Linked DNA regions of Macaca mulatta: regions 1, 2 and 4 are each linked to region 3. The links are chromatin contacts, called in public Hi-C maps. All regions are on one chromosome and are shown on one strand. The core of a region is the stretch at or near the end of the contact, and the rest is flanking DNA. Distances in the headings are between cores, read along the strand shown. Region 1 holds the start of CPEB4 (cytoplasmic polyadenylation element binding protein 4). Region 2 holds the start of NSG2 (neuronal vesicle trafficking associated 2). Region 3 holds the start of BOD1 (biorientation of chromosomes in cell division 1). Region 4 has its middle 25 kb from the start of C6H5orf47.

The links. A called contact is a pair of places that touch in the nucleus more often than the background predicts.
Region 1: a contact with region 3 is called in a Hi-C map of fetal cortical plate, with 4 times the contacts expected there. The contact joins the promoter of CPEB4 here to the promoter of BOD1 in region 3. A contact is called at or near these places in 5 of 14 Hi-C or Micro-C datasets (blood, cortical neurons, fetal cortex germinal zone and 2 more).
Region 2: a Hi-C map of fetal cortical plate shows a contact between it and region 3, with 4 times the contacts expected there. The contact joins the promoter of NSG2 here to the promoter of BOD1 in region 3. A contact is called at or near these places in 3 of 14 Hi-C or Micro-C datasets (fetal cortex germinal zone, fetal cortical plate and liver).
Region 4: a contact with region 3 is called in a Hi-C map of fetal cortical plate, with 5 times the contacts expected there. The contact joins the enhancer-like site here to the promoter of BOD1 in region 3. A contact is called at or near these places in 7 of 14 Hi-C or Micro-C datasets (CD4 T cells, blood, cortical neurons and 4 more).

Annotation. Positions count from the first base shown.
Region 1 is chr6:182,762,834-182,768,184 of T2T-MMU8v2.0, forward strand. It overlaps CPEB4 (cytoplasmic polyadenylation element binding protein 4), which reads left to right and starts at 3,469. Exons shown (of 9, transcript XM_015141429.3): 1 at 3,469-5,351. The coding sequence starts at 4,861.
Region 2 is chr6:182,918,116-182,922,898 of T2T-MMU8v2.0, forward strand. NSG2 (neuronal vesicle trafficking associated 2) reads left to right here and starts at 3,395. Exons shown (of 5, transcript XM_015141455.3): 1 at 3,395-3,532; 2 at 4,405-4,555. The coding sequence starts at 4,427.
Region 3 is chr6:182,493,820-182,498,714 of T2T-MMU8v2.0, forward strand. It overlaps BOD1 (biorientation of chromosomes in cell division 1), which reads right to left and starts at 2,125. Exons shown (of 3, transcript XM_015141427.3): 1 at 1,647-2,125. The coding sequence starts at 1,883.
Region 4 is chr6:182,840,334-182,845,092 of T2T-MMU8v2.0, forward strand. No RefSeq gene overlaps it. Among named protein-coding and RNA genes, the nearest start is that of C6H5orf47, 25 kb to the right of the region's middle. Within about 2 kb of position 1,963, at least 13 of the 40 cell types and tissues checked have an H3K27ac peak or open chromatin away from gene starts, as enhancers often do. A contact at or near this core is called in CD4 T cells and fetal cortical plate, where this site is marked.

The DNA.
Region 1 (5,351 bases), core at 2,219-4,718, 270 kb after region 3:
CAAGCTTTAAAAAAGGCTGATGAAGGAGATATTAATGCCCTGCTTCCTGGGAGGCTGTAGGTTCTGGGTGTGGTTGACCTCAAACCCCAGAGGGGGCTGGGCAGTAGCCAGCAGGTTACAGGCATTCCCCAGCCTACAACTTCTCTGAAGGTGTGTTAGCCCTCACTGTACTAGATAGGGATGAAGCTGTTTATTATTATTATTTTTTAACTAGTAGCACCTTAATGTTTGGGCAGAACTTGCTTTCCCTGCAACCCAAAAACTTTCTGGTGAGCACACCTCATGAGAAGGGTTCTCTTCTGCCAGCAGAGTGCTCAAGCCAGCGCTCACCTACATCTGTAGATCCTTTTGGAGATCCTAAATGGAGCTGCTGAATTGTTGTCATAGTTACCATGGGAAGTTTCTGAGGTCAGAATGTTTAAAAGGAGCGCCGCCCTGGGCTCTGGGTATCCTGGGTTCCTGAGTAGGCAACTGATGCAAAAAAAAAAAAAAAAAAAAAAGAAAGAAAGAAAGAAAATAATAGGTTTCCCCTTCCTTCTTCCATATTTCCAGTCTCTAAGCAAAAGTCTGATGTCTCAGTGGTCATCCTAGCTCCAAACCATCCCAAATCTACTACCCACACCTGACTTAGCCTTAAAAGATTAGCCTGACCTGGCAGCACCTGACTGTGGCCCTGGGTGTCTCCACCTTTTATCAACCAAGACAAGTTCCTGGATTCCCTTGTGCAGGCAGCTGCTTCTAGGCAAAAGACACTTGCGAAGGAATTCCCTGCATTTAATGTGTTACAAAGGAAGTGATATTTTTGAACACCTCTGATATGGTTTGGCTCTGTGTCCCCACCCAAATCTTATCGCAAATTGTAATCCCTACGTGTAGAGAGAGGGAAGTGATTGGATCAAGGGGGCAGTTTCCCCATGCTGTTCTCTTGATAGTGAGTTCTTATGAGATCTGATGGTTTTATAAGTGTTTGACAGTTCTTCTTTCACTCTGGTCTCTCCTGCCGCCTTGTGAAGAAAGTGCTTGCTTCCTCTTCACCTTCCGGCATGATTGTAAGTTTCCTGAGGCTTCCCCAGTCATGTGGAACTGTGAGTGAATTAAACCTCTTTCGTTTATAAATTACCCAGTCTTGAGTATTTCTTTATAGCAGTGTGAAAATGGACTAATACAACTTTTTAGGAGTCTAGCACTTCACATGTATCTCATGTAATTTACAAACTTAGCAAGAGAGGAAATATCATTCACATTTTATCTAGGAGGAACCAAGGGCTTATAGAGGTGATGCCCAGGTCTGCACAGCTAGGAAGCAGCAGAGCTGGTATTCAAATTCAGGGCTGTTTGGTTCCAAAGGTGCTCTTTTTTCCAAGTCATGGCTGCCATTTTAGCCACTGATAATTAGTAGCTCTGAGGGACCCTCAACCATCTACGGGGCATGGAACATTCATTTGTTCATTCCATAAATGTATTTTGAGTCTGCTCTGTGCCAGACCCTCTTCTGGCCACTGGGGACATAAAGCTAAATCAGACACAACCTCTGCCCTTAAGAAACTAACCCACTGACAACCAGCAGTAATTAAAAGAGAGGAATCTACAAGATACTAGAGAGAGGGCCAGTCAAGGAAACCATTCTGGAGGAAATGACGCCTGACGGAACCAGCTAAGTTTCCAGGCATGTCCAGTTGTAGGGAATAAACAGCAGGTAAGACCCAATCTCTATGCTCAAAGAATCCATAGAAGAGTTACAGAGACACGACTCATGCTCATGACACAATGAAAGAGAATAAAATCACCAATTGAAGGCCCTCAGGTGTTCTACATGGAAGTGATGGAGGACTGACAGACTGAGGCAGAAGTTGAGACCATTAGAGGAAGGCTATGGAAAATGAAATGGAAGCCACCTTTGTTCACACTATTCTTCATTAATCTTGGTATCTTACTTTTCCCTCTAGTTTTGCCAGTTACTTCTGGCTCTACCCTGATTTCTTTGTTCATTTTCCTTCCTGCTAAAGGAAAATACTTATTAACATCTTTAAAGCTGTGCTGAGAGCAAAGTATTATCCTAAGCCCTGATGGTGGTCATAGCATTGGAAATGTACAAAGATAAACAAGACATTAAAGCCCTTGAGTAGCAAACAAATAATGAAAAGTCTGATATGTGAGCTCCAAACCAAATGGCAAAAGGAAGGAAATAATTAATTCAGACTTGGAAACAGGGGTGAGGGGTGGGGGATGGGTGATGGGTGGAAGGCGTGGTGGTGGGGTGGGGGACTGTCACCAGGAAAGACTTCATTGTCGCTGGTTTGTTCATTCACATTTTCAGGATTCATTCACTGATGTCTCCTATCTACAGTGTCTGCTCCTCAAAGAGCCCACAGTCCAGCACAGGTCTGGAAGACATAAACCATCACAATGTAGTGTGAGAAATAAGCACGAGACCTAAACAGGGCCGTGGAGGCTTATAAGAGAGAATTCAGAAGATACTGTTGGTGGCTTTTGAACTGATTCCTAAAAATAAATAGGAAATTACCGAAGGAGAAGAGTGGAAAAGGCATGTAAAAAGGCATCGAGAGTGTGTTTGGAGGGGGATGAGGCACTAAGATATATTACCCATTAGGTAGAAAGACTTGAATACCAGACTAACAAGTTTGGCCTTTATCTTCGAAATAATGGGCAACCATAGAAGAAATAGGAGCATATGAGGGCCAAGATAAAATTTTAGTTTTGGAATTTTCCCTTTGGTATTGCGTGTAAGGTGTACTAGAACGAGATGATACCGGGGCTTAGCCACAGACGCCTCAGCTGCATCTCTGCGCCTGGGAGACGGCACCACATGCGAGCCTAGCTGAATGGGAGAGTGGGAGGTGCGGGCGAGTGCTTGGAAGGTTAAGGGAGAGTCCCTCCTGAGGTCTACATTCTGGGCAAGGGCAAACGCAGTTCTAGGCACCGCACAGCTGCTGGGAAGACCCGCCTCCCCTTCCAGATCCCTCTGGGGCGGAGCTCGGGCCAGAGCACGTGATGCTTGGAGCACCACCTTTACTGTGGGCACTCTTCTCATTCATCCGCGGTTTCACGGGCCACCACTTCGATCTCCAACACCTTGACCGTATGCCTTCGTGAGCGAGGAATCCGTTCTCCTTGACATGTCCCTATTACTCCTCCTGCAAAGCCCAGTTAGGGAAGAGAAATATCAAAGAAGTCCCTTGCCCACACAAAAGATGGCGACCTGCTGCGCTCACTCTGGGTGGGGAGAGCGGGTTCCAGGCGCCCGGCCTCACTAGGCGAGGCGCAGACGGAAGAGGCGTCTCTGGAGGTAACTTTTCGACCTTCCTGGGAGTAGCTCTGAAGCGAGGGGGCGTGGTCTAGTCTGAGTTCTAACAGATGATTGGTCTTCCGGCAGGTAGGTGGGGTATGCGCGCTACCCCACCCCTCTCTCTTCGAACCGGAAGTGTCTCTGGGTCTTTCCAGCTGGTTGTCATTTCACTCGGCTCGGTCCTGAGGAGAAGGACTCAGCCGCGGCTGCGGGACCCGGGCACCGGGAGGCGGTGGCGGCGGCGGCGGCAGCAGCAGCAGCGGCGACAGCAGAGGAGGAAGAGGAGGAAGAAGGAAAGAAAAAGAAGAACCAGGAGGAGTCCTCAACAACGACAGCGGGGACTGCGGGACCAGGGTAAAGCGGCGACGGCGGCGACGGCCCAGCAACCGTGAGGAGAAACAAAAGCCTTCTAAATTATAGTTTAAAAAAAATTCTGGGAGAAAGAGAGAGAAAGCCGAGGGGGGAGGCCCTTCTCCTTTAAAATAACTACGGTAGTGGGTTTTTCCTTTTTTTCCTCTTTTTTCCCTCTCTGCGGAGAATCGAACTGAGGGAACTGAACAAACCGCCCCTGGGTCCCATGAGGGAAAAAAACCCCGGAGCCGCAGAGAGGGGAAGAGGCAGAAACCGCAGGACCTTCCAGGTCGCCCCCTCGGTCCCCGCACCCCCGGGCCGCCCGCTCCCCCTCGTCGAGTCTCGCTAACCCCTCCTGATCGCGACCCCCACAAGAGGGAGAAACGGGTGTTTCCAACCCCTTTCATGGGGGAGAGGAAGCCGCGGGGAGCCCAGGAACAGCGACCGCAGCAAGATCTGCACCCGGAGCCTCAGGAACAGCCCCAGAGGCCAAAACTGCACCCTGCGAAAGAGCAGAAAACAGGACCAGGAACAGCAGAAACCTCCCTGCGATCATCTTTCCATTAGTCAATGCTGATTTCCTCTCCCGAAACCAGGAATTCACTTCCCACCCCAGATAACCTAATATAATCTATATATATAAATATATAATATATAATGTTCTTAAATTATTCCTGATTTTTTTTTAACCAAGCTGCCAAGAAAAGAACGTATTCCCCTCTTAGCCCTATTCTAATTTTTATGTGAGTGAATCTAAACTGCTGAGGAAAACCATATGTGATTGTTAAATTATATATATCTATATTTTTACTCCGCGCAAGGCTTATTCTTCTACATCCATAGATGCTTGAGAAGCTCTGTTTTTGTCATTCATGTACATTTTCCTTTGGAAAAAGAAAGCGCCTATTTTACTAACCAAAGACTTGATTTTTACCCTCTTCATTTTTATTCCCTCCTAAAAATAAGCCCAATTGGATCCATGTCAATGTTTTAAGAGATTTTTTTGAGTTGTTTTTTTCTGTCAGAGACCAGAATTCCAAATCAGAACAATTTAAGGTGATAAGCTGCGATCTTTGAGCTAGCTATAAATAAGACATTTCAAGCAGGCAAGCAAACAACTTAAATTTTGGGTAGAGGAAAAAAAGGCGTGAGGCATCACGTTGTCATTTTTTATTGTGAGATTCTGCTCCCAAAAATAATAAATGGGGGATTACGGGTTTGGAGTGCTAGTGCAAAGCAATACTGGGAATAAATCTGCTTTTCCAGTCAGATTCCATCCACATCTGCAGCCTCCACACCATCACCAAAATGCCACCCCCAGCCCTGCTGCTTTTATAAATAATAACACAGCTGCCAATGGCAGCAGTGCTGGGTCAGCGTGGCTTTTTCCTGCTCCAGCTACCCATAACATTCAGGATGAGATCTTGGGGTCAGAAAAAGCAAAAAGTCAGCAACAGGAACAGCAAGACCCTTTAGAAAAGCAGCAGCTTTCCCCCAGTCCAGGTCAGGAAGCTGGAATACTGCCTGAAACCGAGAAGGCAAAATCAGAAGAAAATCAAGGGGACAATTCTTCGGAAAATGGCAATGGGAAGGAGAAAATAAGAATCGAATCTCCAGTGTTGACAGGGTTTGACTATCAAGAAGCCACTGGGCTGGGTACTTCAACCCAACCCTTGACATCTAGTGCATCGTC
Region 2 (4,783 bases), core at 2,145-4,644, 430 kb after region 3:
ATAATAATTGTACATATGTATGGAGGATGGTGTGATGTTTTGATACATGTATACATTCATTTTTTTTTTTTTTTTTTTTTGAGATGGAGTCTTACTCTGTTACCCAGGCTAGAGTGCAGTAGCATGATCTCTGCTCCCTGCAATCTCCACTTCCCAGGTCCAGGTGATTCTCCTGCCTCAGCCTCCCGAGTAGCTGGGATTACAGGCACCTGCCACCAAGTCTGGCTAATTTTTGTATTTTTAGTAGAGACAGGGTTTCACCATATTGACCAGGCTGGTCTTGAATTCCTGACCTCAGGTGATCTGCCTGCCTCAGCTCCCCAAAGTGCTGGGATTACAGGTGTAAGCCACCATGCCCAGCTGATACATGTATACATTCTATGGTGACAAAATCAGGCTATTTCGCATGTCCATCTCATTTATTTACCATCTCTTTGTATGAGAACATTCAAAATTGTTTAAGCTCTTTTAAAAATATACAATACAATATTGTTAACCATAGTTACCCTGCTGTGCAATGTAACAGCATAATTTATTCCTCCTGTCTAACTGTAACTTTGTACCCCTGGACCAATCTCTAACCCTTCTTGCCTGCTCCCTACTATCTCCAGCCACTGGTAAGCACTATTCTACTCTTTACTACTATGAGATTAACTTTTTTTTTTTTTTTAAGATTTCACATTAGTGAGATCATGCAGTATTTGTCCTTCTGTACCTGGCTTATTTCATTTTACAGAATGTCCAGGTTCATCCATGTAACCACAAATGACATAATTTATTTTTTTTGTGGCTGCATAGTATTCCACTGTATATGTGTGCGTGTGTGTGTGTGTGTATATATATGTGCATATATATATATATGGAGAGAAAGAGAGAGAGATCAGCTTTTTAAAATCCATTTATTTGTTGGATACACTCTTGGGTTGAATATTGAATATTGAATAATTGGCTATTGTGAATAGTGCTGTCATAAACATGAGAGTACAAATATCTCTTTGACATACTGGCTTCCTTTCCTTTAAATGAACATTCAGTAGTGGAATTGCTGTATCATATGGTAGTTCTATTTTTAATTTTTTTGAGGAACCTCCACGCCGTTCTTCGTAATAGCTGTACTAATTTACATTTGCACTAATAGTGTGTAATAGTTCCTCTTTCTCCACGTTCATGACAGCATTTGTTATTTTTGTCTTTTAATGATAACCATTGTAGTTGGGGCGAGGTGATATCTCATTGTAGTTTTGATTTGCATTTCCCTGATGATTAGGGACATTGAGCACTTTTTCATATACATGTTAGCCATTTGTATGTCTTCTTTAGAGAAATGTCTATTCAGGTATTTTGCCTTTTTTTGTTGTTGTTGTTGAGACAGTCTCACTCTGTCACCCAGGCTGGAGTGCAGTGGCGTGTTCTCAGCTCACTGCAACCTCTGCCTCACAGGTTCAAGTGATTCTCCTGCCTCAGCCTCCTGAGTAGCTGGGATTACAGGCATTCACCACCACGCCTGGCTAATTTTGGTGTTTTTAGTTGAGACGAGGTTTCACCATGTTGGTCAGGCTGGTCTCAAACTCCTGACCTTGTGATCCACCGACTCGGCCTTCCAAAGTGCTGGGATTACAGGCGTGAGCCACCGTGCCTGGCCACCAATTTTTAAATCAGATTTTTTTTTTTTTTTGGCTGTTGAGTTGTTTGAGTTTCTTATATATTCTGGGTATTAACCACTGGTCAGATGCATAGTTTGCAGATATTTTCTTCCATTTTATAGGTTGTCTCTTTAGTCTGTTAATTATTTCCTTTGCTGTGCAGAAGCTTGGCTTGGAATTATTAAAAGTGTGATTTCTACGTATGAATCAATCACAAGACATGTCAAAGGGAATTTCTTTTTCCTCTGGAGGCAGCAATAACAGGATTAACCACAAGCGTTCACAATTGACTCCACGTGGTTGTCCACATTGTGCTGTCACAATGATTGCACCTGAAAAATCATCTAGGTCTTCGGAAAGAAGAGAGTGGAGGACTAACATTTACTGGGACACTCCCATACCATATATATGCATACTTCTACTAATATAGCCCTGTGCAGCTCAGATGTGCTAGCCTTTGTTGTCTCAGAAAATCTCTCTCTCTCTCACCCGCCTCCACACACGCCCCTCTCCACATGTTTCATTACTGAACAGTATATATAATACCTAAGTTTTCTCCTGACCTTTTAGCTAGTAGAGTGTGTGCTCAGCACATGAGCACTAACTAGGGTGACCTAACAATTTATCACATAAACTAGAATACTTTTGAAAGCAAAAGGGGACCCTATTACAAATGCCAAGACAGCTGCGCCTCATGAAGTGCATCATAAACAGCACTGCAGCTGGGAATGAACAACCATCAGTGGCTTGAACCACAGCTTAGTGAAGACAGTGGCAACAGCCTTGACCTCAGAGGATTTGAAGAGGATCTATGCGCAATCCCCAGGGATGAAATAATTCAGCCATTCAGAACCTTGTCCCTAAGTAATAAAGAGTTTCTTTGAGCACAGTCTCTTCTCATATTTACAATCACTCTGCAAGAGAGATATTATTATTCTTACACCAGAGATAAGGAAAGGGAGGTTTAAAGAATGAATACAAAATGTCCAAAATCCTTACAGCCAGAATTTGGTAGAGAAGACACTAGGACTTGGCCCTCTCTGATTCCAGACACCAACTTGGAAGCCATATAATGTCCTGGGCTGGATACAAATTTTGGTGGCCACCAATCAGCTTTCAAATTCCAGCTCTAGTTACCTTGGCTGACCTGTATGATCAGAGTACAATGTTGAATGTAGTAGCAAATGTGAATGCAGTGCTTGCCATAGTCGCTGCTCTGTGCTAAATGCATTCCCTATGCTATCCCATTTCATGCTTTGTACTGACCCCATCATGTATGTACTATTAGAAACCCCATGTTGCAAATGAGGGAAATAGTCTGAAAGAGGCTGGAAAAGTGCCCACTGCATGAAAGATACACAATAAATATATTTCCCTTCTGTCCTGACCACAGGGTCAGAGCACAGTAGAGGTCTTGAACCATTCTGTGTTTTATGATATTGTTCTGGAAGGTCTTAGGAGGCGATCTCTTCCCTAATGAATGTGCCTGCTTTTCCAGTTTTTCCAAAGGTTCAAGAATTACTTACTATATGGTGCATATTATTATTATTATTTTTGATTTGGCCAAAATCCCTCCCACTTTCTTGAAACCATTTTGCCCCATGCAGTGGTTGTGGTCATGCATAAGAAACAGCAGGTGGTGCCAGATGACAGATGGTGTGGGAGCGCGTTCCCCGGTAGGAGGGGGCGCGAGCGAGCAAGCAGGCAGGCAGCTGCCAGGAGCTCTTCCCCGCTCGCTCACGCCTGCTCTCAGAAGCTCCGATCCAGACACACGCGAGGCGCTATCCTTTCAGCACCACAAGCTCGGGCTGAGGAGGGAGGACTCCCGGCCGTCCTCCTCCTCTTCAAATTGGCTTGAATCTGCTCTGACCCCACAAGAGTGCAGCACAGTAAGTAGGCATTTGTTTTTGCTATAACCACTCCCCAATATCTTCCAAACCCTTTCACCCCCACAACAACCCTGTTTTGTCTAAACGTTCCATCAGCAGGATTGAGAGAAGAAATTCAGTTGTGTTGAGCTTCTGGGGGTGGGAGGGGAGCACCATTAGACTTCTAAGGGATCTGGAGATGAATAAATGTGATTTGTTTATTTAGTTGGCAATCCTGCAATATGGGAGCTGCTAACTTTCCGTGGAACCAAAAAAAAATGGCCCTTCGCTATTGAGGAAATGGAGTCATTCCATGGCTGAATAACAGGATCAGGTTCAAGCTAGCCTTTTTTTTTTTTGCTTTTATTTTAGGAAATTGCACCTCATGTACAATCCACATATGATGTAACAGGGTACACACTGAGACATTGAATGTATTTATTGTGTTTTAGGGTATTACTGATAGAAAAACCAACATAATAGAATAGCAACCAGAGTGGTGAGGTGAAATTTATCATGCTGCAGGGGGGATGGTATAATAGGACTTCATTTTGCACTAAGTATAATCTTTTTACTGGCATTGTGTGAACACTTTAGCTCTAAAAGTGTATTTGTTTTACATTTATATTTTTTTGTGTGTAGGTTTAGGATTTTCCTTGAATTCCTTAAATTTGAGTGCTGTTGAACCCCATGGGAAGGTGGCATGTTTTGATGATTGAAGTTTTATTGGACAGTGGGAATCATGTCAGGAAATCTAGTGGAAGATCAATGACTGATCGCAGATTGAAAGCCCCTTGAGTGGAGCTGTTGAGGACAGTGCTGTTTTCTCTGTCGTCAGCCCTCTCTTTCTGCCTCACCTCCTGCTGTAACCAGAATCCCACTGCTTGCCTTAGGTCTGGGAAGAAAGGCGTAAGGATGGTGAAGCTGAACAGTAACCCCAGCGAGAAGGGAACCAAGCCGCCTTCAGTTGAGGATGGCTTCCAGACCGTCCCTCTCATCACTCCCTTGGAGGTTAATCACTTACAGCTGCCTGCTCCAGAAAAGGTAAAGCAGGTGCTTTTGTTCTCATTAGCCCCCAGGCTCCCCCCATCTCAGGAAATAAAGCAGCAAAAAATTCCACCCCCCAAACCCTTTCATCCCCTTATCTGCCAAATGTGCTCCCTTTCTTGTAAAATGTAGTTATTCCTCCAGAGCCGAGACATCGCTTGTATTATTTCAGATTTATGGTAAGTGTTTATTCATTTTTTGTTTATATCTGCATAAATGGGCAAG
Region 3 (4,895 bases), core at 875-3,374:
GCAGTCTGGGGTGGGGCCCAATATGTGCAGTTCTAACAAGTTCTCAGGTGATGCTGGTGTTAATCCAAGCACCACACTTTGAGAACCATTGGGCTAAAGCAACGAAGGTCTCAGATAACATATGCCTGAAAAAACATTATCTTCAAGAATTAAAACAACCTGTAATAGAAGGAAGAGCTAAGGAGCTGAACATGGGAAGGTTCCAACCACTCTCCCTCAACAGTCGCTCAAGACAGTAGTCCCTTTCCCCTCAGGGGATCCGTTCCAAGACCCCCAGTGGGTGCCTGAAACCTCAGGTAGTACTGAACCCTATATACACTACGCATGAATTTCTTTGAGGGCCATTATGAAGTAAAATAAGGGTTACCTGAACACAAGTACTTCCATACCGCAACAATTGGGTAAATGAAACCGCAGAAAGCAAAACCTTGGATGGGGCGGGCTACTGTAGTCGTTTTTGTTTTAAAATCACACACAAAACCTAACGGAATATAAGAAATATGAATGGAGAATTTGTCCTAGGAAAGGTGAAAGCTCTGTCAATACATATCTGGGATGTATATGTATGAAATTACTTTGTTTCAAGGACAGTACTTCTAGATGGGATTTTCTTCTTGGAGAAGTAACAGTGTATACCACTTTCTCTCTCTACATACGTATTTACCACCTGGTTTACAGGTCAGTTTTCTATCCTAGACTATAAGCTTTGAGGATGGGGTAGTGACTTATTCCTGTAATCACACAGTTTGGCAACTAGAGGCCAATAAACGTTCAATGAATAAACAGACTAGGGTTTTTCCCTATCTGAAGGTCTAATTCTAAGCTCACAATCTTGCTGTGAGGTAAGCAAAATGTTTCCATGACAGGCTTTGGTAGGAGAAATTACTACCCTGTAGGAGTCCAGTGACAAGAGTCTCCTAACCTACAACCATAGTCGTGGTTAGGCAAGTTTTGAAAAGGGAGAAAATGAACATTCCAGCAACTACTGTATGTCTGATACTTAACACCCATTATTTCACTGAATCCAAACCACTCTGACAAGTAGGTAAAGTGAAATAGTGTTTTATCGGTGGGACTGACCTATGGCATTAAGATCTAAACTAGGCACCAAATCTCCTTTAATCAATGATGAAGTGCAAAATAAGGGTGCTGTTTCTACAATTTATCTTAATTCAACGCCGTACTAAAGTCTGCAAAACACTAAGCTAGAGAAAAGGTATAAACAGTTATAAAATGGTGAAGACTGTGTGTTCAAATCATTGTTTAATGCCAGCTTCTCAGTGGTGAGTACGGAACAGGTGGAAATTCTAAAGCACGCTTGCTTAACTACTTGGTTTCGAAGTTTGTTACTAAGGGCCTTAGAGGAGTTCCATCTTGGGAATGACAGGGTCTAGGCTCTAAAATCCACATCGAAACCCCAAGTTCGGAGAAGCGACTGGGTAAAATCACAGCTAGTAAATGACCAGGCGGGAACCCACGTGTGCATCGCTCAGAAAGCTCTCCGTACTGCCCCAAGCGGTGTAAGACCTCACTGCTGAGATTTTTAAGCTATCTTTTGTTTCGCTCTCGGCTTTCGAAAATCAAAGCTGCAACCCAGCGGCCTCACGTGCAGCCCCGCTCCCCTATGCCCAGGCGGCCGCAGCTACCTTGGTGTCCACGTCGGCCAGGCAGTCCCGGCGGAAGCTGTCAAAAAGGCCCCGGCTCTTGAGCTGCTCCACGATGAGAGCGATGAGCTGCGGGTCGCCGGGTGGCAGCGAGGCCGGGTTGATGGGGCCACCGCCCCCGCTGGCCCCAGTAGCGCCAGTCGCTGCCCCGGCAGAGGCCTGGCCCGCTCCGCCACCGCCCACCGCGCCCGTTCCCCCGCCGCCGCCGCCGTCCGCCATGGCTGTGCCCCGGGCCCACAAGGGAGACCGATAATAGCTTCTTCTCCAAGACAGAAGGCCTTGAACGTGTAGAGGTGGCGAAGGGGGCGGTGAAGGAGGAGGGCCCCAAGGCGGCAACGGCGGAGGTGACGGTGGTGGTGGCGGCGGTGGCGGTGGCGATGGCGGCGGGGGCGGTGGTGGGGGCGGCGGCGGCGAAGGCCAGCTCTGAGACAGCAGAGGTTGTGGCAGACGCGGCAGAAACTGCCTGCTCGATTCCAGGCGCGCCCTAGATGGCGTCGCCGTTGGCCTTTGCATTGTGGGGCGGGAAGTTTTCTGTAGCCATCTCCGGCGTTCTTTATAGGCAGCGGCCTAGCAAGGGAAACTACAACTCCCGGCAGGGCTCTGGCTTGCTCGTCGCTATTTCGCGGGGCAATATGGGAATTGTAGGCGCACTCCTCGTGATCGCTGCAACCCGCCTGGCCTTCCCCGCCCACTCTCTGCTGACTTCCCATTCAATCAACACGTCCCAGGAGTGCCTGATTGTAACAGTCATCTGTGGAGCTGGTTAAAAGTATAGATTACCAGAATTATTTCTTAAAGATTTTGACCTAGTATTTACGGATCGAGACCTAGCAATCCGTGCTTTTAGCATGCACCCCCATGTCCTCCTTGAACAACGTGTTCCGGGAAATTCCGGAAAAGTTGAAACAGTCAAACGTCTATTGTTCAGAAATTTGTGGGTTTCCCTCCTTTGGGTGTTAATAGCAATGCATACTCATTTTAGAAAATTGGAAAATAACGGAAAAGTGTGAAGAAGAAAATAAAAGTTTTCGTTAAGTCTCTCTTATATGTGTGTGGATTTCCTCCCAAATATTAAATATTGTCAATAATAATAAGCCAATATTGAATAATTAAAAAGTACCAGGAGTGATGCTATGCACTTTGCACGCACTGCTTCACAATAATCTAAAAAGCAGGCACATACTACCATTATTGCTATTTACAGACGTAGAAATGGAGGCAGAGAAAGTTTGTTAACCTAATCACATACCTAGAGGTAGAAGAGTAGGATTTGAACCCAGGTTTTGAGGATCTAAATCTCGCTTGTTTAGCCTGAGGTATCCTGAGAGCTAGTTGGTATCCCACAATAGGTAAGGCTTTATATCCTGAGTTTTTTTAAGTAGCCGCAATTCACCATTGGAATCCCATAGCTGCCACCATTTTCCTCTCTTCCCTTCATCTTTTGCCTATTGTTAGCTCAACTCCCCCTACCCAACCTCAGCAATTATGTCTGCTATTGTTATTTCCTCATCCTACACAAGCAGTAGAGGGGATGTAAATATCAAATTCTGCAATATCCTTGGCTCCTGGGAAGATGCAGAATTGGCAAAGATCCAGGATGTTCTCCACACCAATATTTAGTACTCAAGACAGTTTAAATTTTTTTTTTTTTTTTGAGACGGAGTCTCACTGTATTGCCCAGGCTGGAGTGCAGTGGTGCGATCTTGGCTCACTGCAGCCTCTGCTTCCTGGGTTCAAGCGATTCTTCTGCCTCAGCCTCCCGAGTAACTGGGATTACAGGCTCATGCCACCACACCTGGCTAATTTTAGTATTTTTAGTAGAGGTAGGGGTTTCCCATGTTGGCCAGGCTGGTCTCGAATTCCTGACCTCAAGTGATCTACCCGACTCGGCCTTCCAAAGTGCAGGGATTACAGGTGTGAGCCACTGCACACCTGGCCAAGAGAGTTTAACCCTCAAAAGAAACATTCAGGTGTTGGATTATACTCATCCTCTAACACCAGCTCATTCACAATGGGTCAGTTAATGACAAACATTCTTTCTTGATAGCTCACCATCTTTGAGATTACCTAATGTCTGTTTCTACTGGTTGACTCCACACTGATCACTCACCTTCAGCCCCTGGAGAAGCCCAGTGCAGGCTGCCTCAGCTCCAGGTTCTTTCTTCTACAAGCCCCTGATCACTCTGACTAGTCTCTTCTCCATTTTTGGCACCCCACACCTTACTCTCCTTCCTCAGGGAAAATTCTTCTGACCCCTAGATCCAATGAGGTCTTTCTTGCATGCGCAGACACTCAAAGCCTGATTTTTTGTAGCAATTATTATAATTGGAAGTGAATGAGTTACAGACAAATTGGCCACCTGTGTCCCCTGATAGAGTGTAAGATTTAGAACGGGGACCATGACTTGTTCATCACTGTGTCTCCAGCTCTTAGCACAATGGTTCTTAGCTCAAAGAGAATGTATAAATTCCTGTCTGTTTCCTAAAGCTGTGGGATAGCGTCACAGAGTGCGTGGGTAGGATTATGTGTAGCCATACTCTTCAGAAAAGAAGGAGCATTCTAGCAGGAGATGATGGATGAATCTGTCATGACTTAAATGGGTAAGTGATCCTGGAGATTGTCTGCACATGGTTCACACTGTGACAATTTCACTGTCTGTCATGGGGACCTGTGTCCTGGTTGCTGGGTCTCTGAATGTTGACAAGAGGGCTGCATTCTGTATCCATGACCTTCCCTCTGGAATCGAAGTAAATGGTGAGAGAGAAAAGGGGAAGGGGATGAGGAGTGAAGATGATCAAGCCGAAGGGAGGCTTATTATTTATCCAAACCATGGAATAGGAGGCCTCCATGACATCCAAAATGTATTCTTCCCCAGTCAAGAGACATGTAATACACACCAGCAGTCATCAGAGAGCGCCATTGCTGTATTAATAATCCAAAACATTCGGAAATGTCTGTGCAGAATACGGTTTTAACTTTGGTGTAGGTAGTAATCTGGTTTTCAGGTATCCTTCACGTAGCAAATTCTTGTTGCTTCTCAGCGTTAAAACTTGTCTGTATTAAGTTGCCCAACTCCAAAGATTTACACATTTTAGGTGCTGAAATATTTTTTGTCGAAGGCTACGTGAAAAAGTAGAACTTCCACAAGCCCAAATCTAGACCTCACAGAAACTGGAAAGAAATCAGATCTATCGTTTGCCAAGGGAGAGATAAGAAAGTAGTCAAATGTGT
Region 4 (4,759 bases), core at 713-3,212, 350 kb after region 3:
CTGGAGTTCAATGGTGCGATCTCGGCTCACTGCAACCTCTGCTTCCCGGGTTCAAGCCATTCTCCTGCCTCAGTCTCCCAAGTGGCTGGAATTACAGGCATACACCACCATGCCCAGCTAATTATTATTGTATTTTTAGTAAAGACGGGGTTTCTCCATGTTGGTCAGGCGGGTCTCAAACTCCCGACCTCAGGTGATCCGCCTGCCTTGGCCTCCCAAAGTGTTGGGATTACAGGCGTGAGCCACTGTGCCCAACCAGAAACCTATTTGTTGAAAGTGTCCCCCTTACCCCAATTTCTCTGACTACAGATTCTGTTTATGGGTAACACAGGATCCCCTGGAACATACTTTGGGATATACCACTGTAACATTTTAGTATGTTTCAAGAAACTTTGAAACCCCATTTTGTTTTTTGGCATCCATACATGTGTTCTGGAAGGGTGCTTGGCCCTGCCACTTGCGAGCCACATTCAGAGCTGTTTTCATTGCCCACACATACTTTACCGGAGTTCTAGGTATTTGCCTAGCTTCTAACCCCTGTCCTAGTTCCAGTGCATCCTCCTAATTCTGTCCTCCCTCTACTCCCATCCCAGAAGAAAGAAAAATAAAAGCTACTTTGCACAATAAAGCTATTTTGATTATGCTTTTCCCTGGCTCAGACCAGCCCTTGTTTCTCATGAGTGCCTCAAATGCCACTTCAGACAAGCAGCTCGTGCTTTGAATCTGCCATTCTGTGATCTGCTGTGTCTCCCTTTCTCATTATTCCTATATCCTCCTTCAAATTTTTCTTCTGCAAACTTCCCTCAGCACCCCTCACCCACCGATTCTCTTGAGAATAGGGGCCACTGGCTTAGAATAAATTCTAAGAATTTAGAAAATGAACATTTGCGCCTCACTCGGAACTCTTATCTAGCAATACCAATTCAGTCGTTCTCATTTTATTTTGCCGTGCCTTGAGTCTTCTCCGGATATTTTGAGTTATCTTTCTCTAGTCAAGTTGGGTGTCATTGTTGGCTGTCTGGAAAAAGTGTCTTATTGTGATTCAGCGTGGTGACCAGAGTTGGAAAAGTACACATTGTCTCAGGGAAGTTAAAAATGAACAGCAGCATCCCAAATCAGAATGTGAGCAAACCTCCAGCCTTTAGTATTGCGTGTAATTTGATTCAGTGTCAGGGAAAAACTGCCTGTGGGTAGCTGGGCTGGAGGTGGTGAATCAGTGCATGCAAATGCCAGCAGCTAAGCTGGAGCTTTCTTTATCCTTTTCATCGGAGTTCTATTTCAGGAAGCCCGGCTTTGATACCATAAAAATGTCAATGTGATCAAGCAAATGTCACCATTTTAAAGAGATTATTTTCAACTCTTCTCTCACCTCCCTGTGAGACCTAGGAGTGACTCCCCAGAACCCACCAAAGGCAATAGAGCATTTTAAACTCGTGAAATAAGTTACCCAGGAAAAGAACCAGGAGGGGTGGTGGTAAAATAAATATGTGAGGCTGCAAAGAATGTTTTAGGTAGGATCCAGGAAAGACCTGGCGCTTCCTTATTTGGAGGAATGAAGGTGATACAGGAGCTGAAAGGAAATTATTTAGGCGGTGAGTGAGGGTAAGAGAGTCCTCAGTAAGGCTTCCCTTTTAACAAAACGCAGCCCCAAAATCGTTTCTTTTCTAACAAAGAGCAGCCTGTAAAATCGAGCTGCAGACATAAATAAGCAAGCTGGAAGCCGGCATAGGTAAATGCCGGCAGCTGTGCCAGCAGGAAAAGGCTAGCTGGGGACCAGGCATGTTCAATGCGGAGGCTCCCTCTTCCTTTTCTTTGTCGCTATGTGTGCAGTAGAAAGGCAGGCAACATGGCGTTGGCCAGGCAGAGACCCCATCTGCATAATACAAGATTAGGGTGGGATGGCCAGCTTCTTTGTGCGTGATGCAAGTGTCACACCTGGTCCGACCAATCTCTCTGGCCCTACGTGAATCAGACACGCCTCCTCAAGCTCATGTATAAAACCCACGCATTTCACTCGGGAGCCCTTCTCGCTTGTGAGAGAGCGAGCTATTCTCTTTAACCTCCACTGTTAAACTCACTTCTTGTACGTCCGCGTTGTTGATTTCCCTGGCGTGAGATGACGAACCTCGGGTATTTCCCCCAGACAACGACGCCGCTTCAAAGGCACAATTCCCCTTTCATGTTTGGGGCAAAAGTGCTGTGGGCCCTTGCGTGTTTGGTGATAGAAGGTTTGGTTCCAACAGCAGGCTGCGTGGGGTGGGGTGAGGGTGGCGTGGGGTGGGGTGAGGGTGGGGTGGGGTGGGGTGGGGTAGGGTGGAGTGAGGGTAGGGTAGGGTGGAGTGAGGGTAGGGTGGGGTGAGGGTAGGGTGGGGTGGGGTGGGGTGGGGTGGGGTGGGGTGGGGTAGGGTGGAGTGAGGGTAGGGTGGGGTGAGGGTAGGGTGGGGTGGGGTGGGGTGGGGTGGGGTGGAGTGAGGGTAGGGTGGGGTGAGGGTAGGGTGGGGTGGGGTGGGGTGGGGTGGGAATGTGGAATAGTCACATCCATCATGTGACTCTCAGCACTCCTGACTACAATGACGGAATGATTTGGTTCAGAAGAAACTAGTAAATGCCGATCACCTGTTACATATCAGGCCTTACATACATTAGCAAGGATAACACTTCCATGAGGTATTGAACAGATCATAGAGCTGTCTCATGGAGAAGGTGGGTGATTTGACCAAGGCTGGGATGTGCCTAGGTCCCAATTCTCATCTACTAATCTCAAATCTTCTCCTTTAAACCTTCTTGCCGCTGGATTAGCAATGAACAGGATCAGGGCTTTTTATCTAAGTTGGGTTTTGTTTTTAAAACAGAAGTTTCATTCCTAAACCTAATCTGGATGTAAGTGTCATATTTGAAAGTATAGAGATAGGATGATAAAACAAAAGTTGTAAGATGGCCGGGCACGGTGGCTCACGCCTGTCATCCCAACACTCCAGGAGGCCTAGGTGCGAGGATCAGTTGAGCCCAGGAGTTCAAGACCAACCTGGGCAACATGGCAAAACCACGTCTCTACAAAAAAACAAACGAACAAACAAAAAACGTAGCTCGGCATGGTGGTGTGTGCCTGTAGTTCCAGCTGCTGGAGGATCGCTTGAGGCTGCAGGTTGAGGCTGCAGTGAGCTACAATGGTACCATGGCACTCCAGCCTGAGCAACAGAGTGAGACCCTGTCTTGGGGGATAAAACTAAAACAAAAACACCACAAAAGAAAACCAAAAAAAACCTCAGCTACTCGGGAGGCTGAGGCAGGAGAATGGCGTAAACCCGGGAGGCGGAGCTTGCAGTGAGCTGAGATCTGGCCACTGCACTCCAGCCTGGGTGACAGAGCGAGACTCCGTCTCAAAAAAAAAAAAAAAAGAAACCTCAAAAGTTGTACAATGGCTGAGAACAATGACTCATGCCTGTAATCCCAGAACTTTGGAAGCTGGGAGGATCCCTTGAGGCTAGGAGTTCTAGACGAGTTTGGGCAGCATGGCAAGACCCTGTCTCTAATTTAAAAAATAAAAAACTTTATATGAACAAATGTGAGTTTTGATTGGGAGTCCTAAAATGTGGCCATTTCCTCTCAGCTAAGAGAGTTGCTCTAGGTCGTGTAATTAGTTAGTAGGAAGGCGGATAAGGAGGCCAGAGGGAAGCCCTTGAGCTCTGTCAAGCTCAGATGGCTCAGGCAGGCCTACCTCTGCAGTTCTTGTCTGCCTTACTGGCCTCCATTAAGCCCATGAGTATGGCTCAGAGGCCAGAACTGGGTATGACATTTTAGGAGTAGGGACAAGGTAGTTGAAATGACATTTCTATTCACTTTGACGAAGTACAGTACAGGCTTCTTAGTACATATTCTTTCTCTTTGATCCAACCACCAAGAGAGACGCATCAGTTTGGGGTAGGAAACAAAGAAAAAGGAGGGCCCTTTTCTCTAGTATTGTAAACCCAAGAATTCCAGAAACACGATCTTAGGAGTGAGAATAATAATAATAATAATAATAATAATAATAAGGCTGGGGACAATGGCTCACACCTGTAATCCCAGCACTTTGAGAGGCCAAGGTGGGTGGATCACGAGGTTAGGAGTTCGAGACCAGCCTGATCAACATGGTGAAACCCCATGTCTACTAAAAATGAAAAATTAGCTGGGCGTGGTGGCGTACACCTATAATCCCAGCTACTCAGGAGGCTGAGGCAGGAGAATCTCTTGAACCCAGGAGGCAGAGGTTGCAGTGAGCTGAGATCGCACCACTGCACTCTAGCCTGGGTGACAGAGCAAGACACCATCTCAAAATAATAATAATAACTACAACACTAGTGGAGTGCTTTCCAAGTGCGAGGCATTTGATATAGGGATCTCCTTTCTACCTCCCCACAATCCTATGTCATAGATACTGTCATTATACAGTATCTCATTTTAAGGTGACCAAGGTTCAAAAATGTTAACTCATCTGCAAAGCCAGGATTCAAATCCAGGCACACAGGTCCTGCCTGTTTCACAGCCCTTAGAAATGTCCAACCTAAAGAGAAATTTTATTAAAATTTCATTTATCCCCCTGCATTGGTTAAAAACTCACCAAGGAAAAATGTGACAGCTAATCTGTGCTGTAGTTATACCATCCCCAAATAATCAAAGGACTAAGATGTGGCCCAACTAACCAAAATCACATGGGTGCCGAGGAAGGCTATCCAGCTTGCTAAATGGATGAACAGATAGATAGATAGGTGGATGGAGG